2 separate regions of the Mus musculus genome follow, and region 2 is linked to region 1. The links are chromatin contacts, called in public HiChIP or PLAC-seq maps. All regions are on one chromosome and are shown on one strand. Each heading gives the region's core, a stretch centred on a gene start, on an enhancer-like site or on the middle of the called end of the contact. The rest is flanking DNA. Distances are from core to core; before and after follow the strand shown. Region 1 holds the start of Ankrd35 (ankyrin repeat domain 35). Region 2 holds the start of Gpr89 (G protein-coupled receptor 89).

Evidence for each region. HiChIP or PLAC-seq counts read pairs in DNA pulled down with a chosen protein or histone mark.
Region 2: a contact with region 1 is called in an H3K4me3 HiChIP or PLAC-seq map of bone marrow-derived macrophages, with 5 times the contacts expected there. The contact joins the promoter of Gpr89 here to the promoter of Ankrd35 in region 1. A contact is called at or near these places in 4 of 39 promoter capture datasets (embryonic stem cells, liver, pre-B cells and 1 more), 1 of 484 Hi-C or Micro-C datasets (embryonic stem cells), 1 of 115 datasets of contacts at active chromatin or transcription factors (bone marrow-derived macrophages) and 2 of 9 other capture datasets (adipose tissue and pancreatic islet).

Annotation. Positions count from the first base shown.
Region 1 is chr3:96,668,505-96,671,730 of GRCm38.p6, forward strand. It overlaps Ankrd35 (ankyrin repeat domain 35), which reads left to right and starts at 1,627. Exons shown (of 14, transcript NM_001356538.1): 1 at 1,627-1,945. The coding sequence starts at 1,907.
Region 2 is chr3:96,904,035-96,907,326 of GRCm38.p6, forward strand. Gpr89 (G protein-coupled receptor 89) reads right to left here and starts at 1,264. Exons shown (of 14, transcript NM_026229.4): 1 at 1,148-1,264. The coding sequence starts at 1,189.

The DNA of each region.
Region 1 (3,226 bases), core at 377-2,876:
ATGTAAACGGACAACAGGAAGGTGGGGGCCATCTAGGTGATGGTAAGAATGACCAGTAAGGCACACACCAAAATGCACACTGATAGGCAGGTTGTCAGAGTTTTAAGGGAAATTTTACAACAATGAAAAACACTTTACATGGATTAAGAAAGTACAAGGGGGGGGGGCTGGTGAGATGGCTCAGTGGGTAAGAGCACCCGACTGCTCTTCCAAAGGTCCGGAGTTCAAATCCCAGCAACCACATGGTAATGAGATCTGACTCCCTCTTCTGGAGTGTCTGAAGACAGCTACAGTGTACTTACATATAAATAAATCTTAAAAAAAAAAAAGTTGCAAAGGGCATTATGAATGAATGGTCTGCTACAACAGTTTAAACTTGGAAGTTTGCCAGAAAATACTGAGAGTGAAGGCAGGCTTCTGGTTTTGGTTTTTGAGACAGGATCTCTCTGTTATGTACCTCTGGCTGTCCTGGAACTTGCTATGTAGACCCACCACACAAGACTGGCCTCAATTTACAGAAATCTACCTGCCTCTGATTCCGGAGTGCTGAGATTAAAGGCGGATGCGTCACCACACCTTCTTCAGGCTTCTGTTTCAGAAGAACCTTGAAAACCATGTTAAGAACTTTGGGCCTAAGCCGGGCGGTGGTGGCACATGCCTGTAATAATAGCACTTGGGAGGCAGAGGCAGGCAGGTTTCTGAGTTCGAGGCCAGCCTGGTCTACAAAGTGAGTTCCAGGACAGCCACGGCTACACAGAGAAACCCTGTCTCGACCAAACAAAAAAAAAAAAAAAAGAAAGAAAGAAAAAAGAAAAGAACTTTGGGCCTATAGCATCTTGGGGGGGCGGGGGTGGGGGTGGGGTCTGCTGCTAAGCCTCACTACTTTAGTTCAAGCACCGGATTCACAAGGTGAATGGAGAAAGCCAACGCCGGTTGTCTTCTGACCTCCACAAGGGTGCCCACCCTTAGCGCATACTCATGCCTCAGTAAATGAATTAATGTAAAACACTTCTAAAAAGAATTTTGGGCTTTATTCCATAGGGTTCCATGAGTATTTGGGTGGGCTTGCTTGGTTTACAGGGAGGAGAAAGGAGAGATGGGAAGGCCAGACCAGTTGGCTGCAACTAATACTTGTCAAACAAGAATTACTAAGAAGTGAGTCTAAAGGATAAGGAAGGTCGGACTTTTTGTTTGTTTGTTTGTTTCTTGGAGTGGGGAAGCAGACAGTAAAAACTCTCCCCTTGCTGCTTTCTAAGATCTGCGTTAGTGATCGGCTTGATCCTTTGAGTTTTGTCCAACCTCTGGTTGCAGTGGGTCACAAATCACCCATTGGTGATCAAGTCTGCTTAGTGCATCACGTTTCCAAACTCTATAGAAGATCTTGGGGCGTTGGGAGGGAGGGGATGAAGCACACACAGGTCATGGCTATGACTAAGAGTCATTAACTGGTAAAAGAGGTTGGTGACATCGAAGCTTGTGGAGGTCCTTGAGAGGGGGCGGGGGCGGAACTGGGGGTGGAGCTCCAAGCAGAAAGACGGGGGACTTAGGGCCTGGAAGTCGCTGGTGCGGAGGCTGCGAGCATCCCTCTTGGATTCGGTAGGTAACTACAGGGGGCGGGCTTCGGCTGAAGGGCGGAACTTGAGAGCCAGCCAGGGTGGCCGCAAAAGACTGCGGGCTTTTTGCCTCTGCAGGGACGGGGTTAGGCAGGGCCAGAGGCGGGGTTTTAAGCCCAGCCTTCAGTTGAACGTCTACGATTGAGCGGGGTGGGATCTGGGGCGGGGCTTGGGGCGGGACCCAGTCTGCTTTTTGACAGCTGTCTTTCGGCACAGCCGTAGCCGAGTTGGGTTAGGAACTTGTGGCCCGGCTCTCTGCGCGTCCCCGTCCCCCCGTGGCCCTAGCCCCGGCCATGAAGCGCATCTTCTCCTGCTCCAGTTCACAAGTGGCGGTAGGTGCCAAATGTGTGGGAGAAGGGCTGTGGCTGGGATTCAAGCCCTGTGTTGACAGAAGTCCTGAGTCCCATCTCCATGGATGATCGCATTAACCCTGCCTGCATCAGTCTTTCCTGCGATGTTAGCAGTTCTGATAATGCGGTCGCCAGCCCTGGTAACTGAACTTATGGGTGTTATTAAAACCCTGTCCCTTAATCTTTTCCTTCCCAAGGTGCTTCCCCTTGGCTCCTTTTCCCAACATATTTGGCTTCCAGCTTCTGGTATGCTTTCTAAAGTTCTGTTCTCTTCCAATGACCCTGGTCTCTACTTCAGCTGCGGCTCCCAGTACCAACCCACCTCCAGACATCTGCCCGCCCCCACCCCAGCCTTTAAATCCGTTCCTACTTCTATCCCTAATTCCTGCCCTATAGCTTCACTTCCATCCTTGCCTTCTCACAACGTTCTCTCTCACATAGCTCCATTTTTACTCTTTGCTTTCTGCCCCTAACAGTATTTTCTGCCCCCAAAGTATTCTCACCCCAGTGCCTTCTTCCAACCCTTCTTCACAGCCTCCTTTACCAAACTTGCCTCTTCCACTCCATGACACTGCCTCTTCCACTCTCTCAAGCACCAATCCAAATCTCTTTCCAAGCGTCTGTCCAACATGGGGCCTCTGTTTTCTTAATTTCCAGTGACCTTTTCCTCAATATTACTTCCTCTACCTTTTGCCTGGACCTCCTGCCTGCTTACAGTGGCTTAACCTTGCAACCTAGCTAGCCAGACAAACGCTGTCAGAGGACAGACAAGTCTCCTGGCTGATCCCCAAGAGCCTGGGTGAGTTGCCTGCAGAATTTACCCTGGCCAGTTCTCTGTACTGTCTAGTCTTCAGACTGGTTCTTGGGACCAATCAAGTTCTGTCTGGTTCTCCCCCCATCCCACCCCACCCCCAATTATTCCTTTGTCTTGTTTAGCATTTGTGTTCATTTTCTTTGATTGAGTTAGGGGAATGAGATGGTGAAGGAGAAGACAGAGTGGATCACAATGAGAGAGTTCCTGACAAGGGTTACTCTCTTCTCCGTTCTCTCCCCTCTAGAGCAAAACAAAGATTTTGGAAGATGGTGGTTCAGGGAGGATACAGTTGTCCTTCTCTAAAGAGTTCTTCCGGAGTGGCCCTCTGTGGAGGGAATGGCGTCTTCTGAGGAGGTTGGGGGTATGAGTCCCTTGGTACTAATATTGCTTAGTTGACGCGTCATTCATTCATAAGCAGATGTGAGAAATGTTTGGTTATCTCACTGTGC
Region 2 (3,292 bases), core at 14-2,513, 240 kb after region 1:
TGTGGGGGGAAAAACTCTTAAAACTTAAATGTTTTTTTTTTTCTTGAATTGGTAGTAAGGCTGAAAGCCACTCTGTGTCATTATCAAGGACAACAGGGGAGGCGCAGAGAGATTTGAAGCAGAAGGCAGAGTGTCCAGAGTTTTGTGTATTTACAGATTTGAACACTATGCTAGCAACAAAAGCAGTCAAATGTACTTGAAAGGTATTAATTTTGAAAAGGGAAAAATGGTTACTGTATTAGAGTGGTGAAATGGGTTGGCTTTTTCTTGTTTTACATTTTCTTAAGTGTTGTTACCGACGTTTTCAAGAGGTGAGGGCAATGCTCTGCTGAGGGAAGCATTGGGATGCAGCTGCACAAACCCTAAATTCAAGGATGTACCTCACTTACGTCCCTCAGGGGAACTGTTTCTTTCCCTTGCCATTTGGATGCGATGAAGAGAAAAAAAAATCTTTTACTGGAAAGATGCGGGGTGAGAGCGATAATGCAAGCAAAGAAGCGTCTGCAGTTGCTTAGTGAGTGCTTGCATTTGAAAGTGGGTACATGGCTATGCACATAAATACATACATGATATCAGGGCTATCATAAACACTTGGGGTGGGGTGGGAGGAAACCCTGGAGAGACACGACTGATGGGAAAAGCAAGAGGCTCACTAGACGAAGCGAGCAGAACTTGCCAGTGGTTTATACTTCTTCGGTTTTGTTTAACGGTAGATAGAGGTGGCCAAGTGAGAAGAAAACGTGGGTCGACCGCGACCCGCAAAGAGTGAACAGCAACCAGAGAACGAAAGATGAGGTGTCACTGCACAAAGGAAAGCTCAGACTTGGACCTCGCGGAGGCAAACGTGTCAGCACCCGGATCCTGCAAAGCCCATACCCGTCCCGGTCCTCAGCCCTGGTAGGCACGCTGCCGTGGGCCTCCCGCCGGGAGCCAAGCTTCTCCAGGCTCCGTGGTCCGCGGAGCTGCCCGGAAGCCTCGGGGCGCCGTGGGTACTGACCCCCGCATGGCACCGGCTCAGCGCTGGGGCCAGCCAGGCCCTCCCCAGAGTCTGGGGACGCACGCTAGGTGAGTGACAGCACCACACGTCAGCCTTCGCCACCCGGGCAAGGGAGCGGGCTGAGCAAATCCAGGTTCTCCCAAGGCTCACCTGGGAGGTGATCATGATGCTGGAGTCGATCAGGAAGCTCATGGCGAAGCCTCGGGAGGCCCATGCCCAGCTGTCTACCCCTCAGAGAAGCCGCGGCTTAAGACCTGTCCACCTGCTGTGGTAGGCGGCCTGGCCTGGCGCGTGCTTACGTCATCAAGATGCGCCCTAGCCAGCCAATCAGCGGCCGCATTCTCCGTTTGCCTGGAAGGTGAGGGTGGGCAGGGCTGGAAGCCGCTGGGTAGACTCAAAGCAGATGTGTTTCTTCTTAGTAGGCACAAGGAGGTGAGGAGAGGTAACATTTGCTTTAAGTGGCACTGCCATTAAATATAATGAAATTATTTTTATATTTTTCATAGCTAGAAACACTGGGGTGAGAGTTGTGCGAGGTCCTCAGTGACATTCCCAACACGGCAGAAAGTAAAAATAAGTTAACATAGCGAGTGAGGCTTTAAGTCAAGTAGTGTGTTGCAGATGTTACAGATTTTACTTGGTTTAAAAAGCAGTGTGACATCTATAAGCGAAAGGATGGTGGACAGGAACGTAAGAGTCTTCTCAAACATAGCTAAGTAAATTTCTGATATGATAACGTCAAAAGCACACGGCTTATAAGAGTGTGCACTCATTGGACTCTAATGAGACCGCCATTATAGTTGGCGCTTTAGGGTGTGGAGTATTAGGCCAAAGGACGAGAAATTACATGAAGACAGATTTTAATTCAAAATAATAATTACGTAGGAGTCTTAAAGGTGGGCTATGTTAGAAAGTAGTTTCCCCCTTCCCAACACAGTCTGAGTGGCTGTGGCTCAACTACAAAGTGAATTATAATTCCTTCCATTAGATACTCCATTTATGAAGGCTTAATATACTACAATGGGACTTAGACTTTTCCCACTAGAACCCTAGCTAGTCTTATTGTAAAGACTAGTTACAGTCAAGGCTTGTAAGGGTGCAAGTGTATGTTGCAGGGGATGCTGGTATCTAGAAAGTGAGTGCTCAGATTATAATATAAATAAACAAGAACATTCCCCCAGGTTGCCACACATAAAGAAAGACCCCTGTTCCTTTGATCTGAAGCCTGTCTTACCAAGCAGCCTGTCCTAGTTAGGGCTACTATTGCTGTGTTGAAACACCATGACCGAAAACAAGTTGGGGAGAAAAGGGTTTATTTCAGCCTACACTTTCACACTGTAGTTCCCTTTTGAGGGAAGTCATGACAGGAACTCAAACAGGGCAGGGATCCTGAGGCAGGAGCTGATGCAGAGGCAATGGGTGTGTGTGTGTGTGTGTGTGTGTGTGTGTGTGTGTGTGTGTTGCTTACTGGCTTACTTGTGGCTTGCTCAGCCTGCTTCATATGTGTATAACTCAGACATGGCAACACCCACAATAGACTGGGCCTTCTATCACCAATCACTAATTAAGAAAATGCTCTACAATTTTGCTTCCAGTCCAATCTTATGGAGGCATTTTTCTCAATTGAGTTTCCTTCTTCTTAGATAACTTTAGGTTGTGTCAAATTGACATAAAACCAGATAGCACACAGCACAAACTACATATCAAATACCAAATACCTGTACCAGAGTGCCAGGGAGCTGTGGAGGCTGCCTTACCATGAGAGTCTCTTAAATCACAGAACTCTGTGTTCCTGGTCCCATCTCTCAGGGAAGCAGATAGCTGCCTACAATGTGGCACTCAACTGTCATTCAAAGCTGTGGGATAGTGGAGGACACTGGGAAATTGTACTTGTATAATTATTATGCCTAACTAATTTGATCTATAGGATTTGTGAACTTAAGTAAGCACACACAGAGATGAAATTTAAAATTGAATATGTAAGTTGGGATTGATACGTGAAAGCAACACTAGGGATTGTTCTGAACCTCTGGTCACCTATCCTCTGTGCCTGCGTGGAACAGAAAGTGCTTCTTGCTCTAAGACTAACCACCTTTCTAGGAAGGTGGATGTCGGCTTGGCATTCACTCATTTTAGATAAGTACCTACCTTATCGTGGCGTGGGATTTAACATCACGACTTTGGCTAGACAGTCAGACAGGAGTGCAATACTGGTGTATTTTGAAGTCTGAGATACTCGGTATTGGGTATCCTGATATGTATCCACATATGTATGTGTGCTCACATGTTCATGTA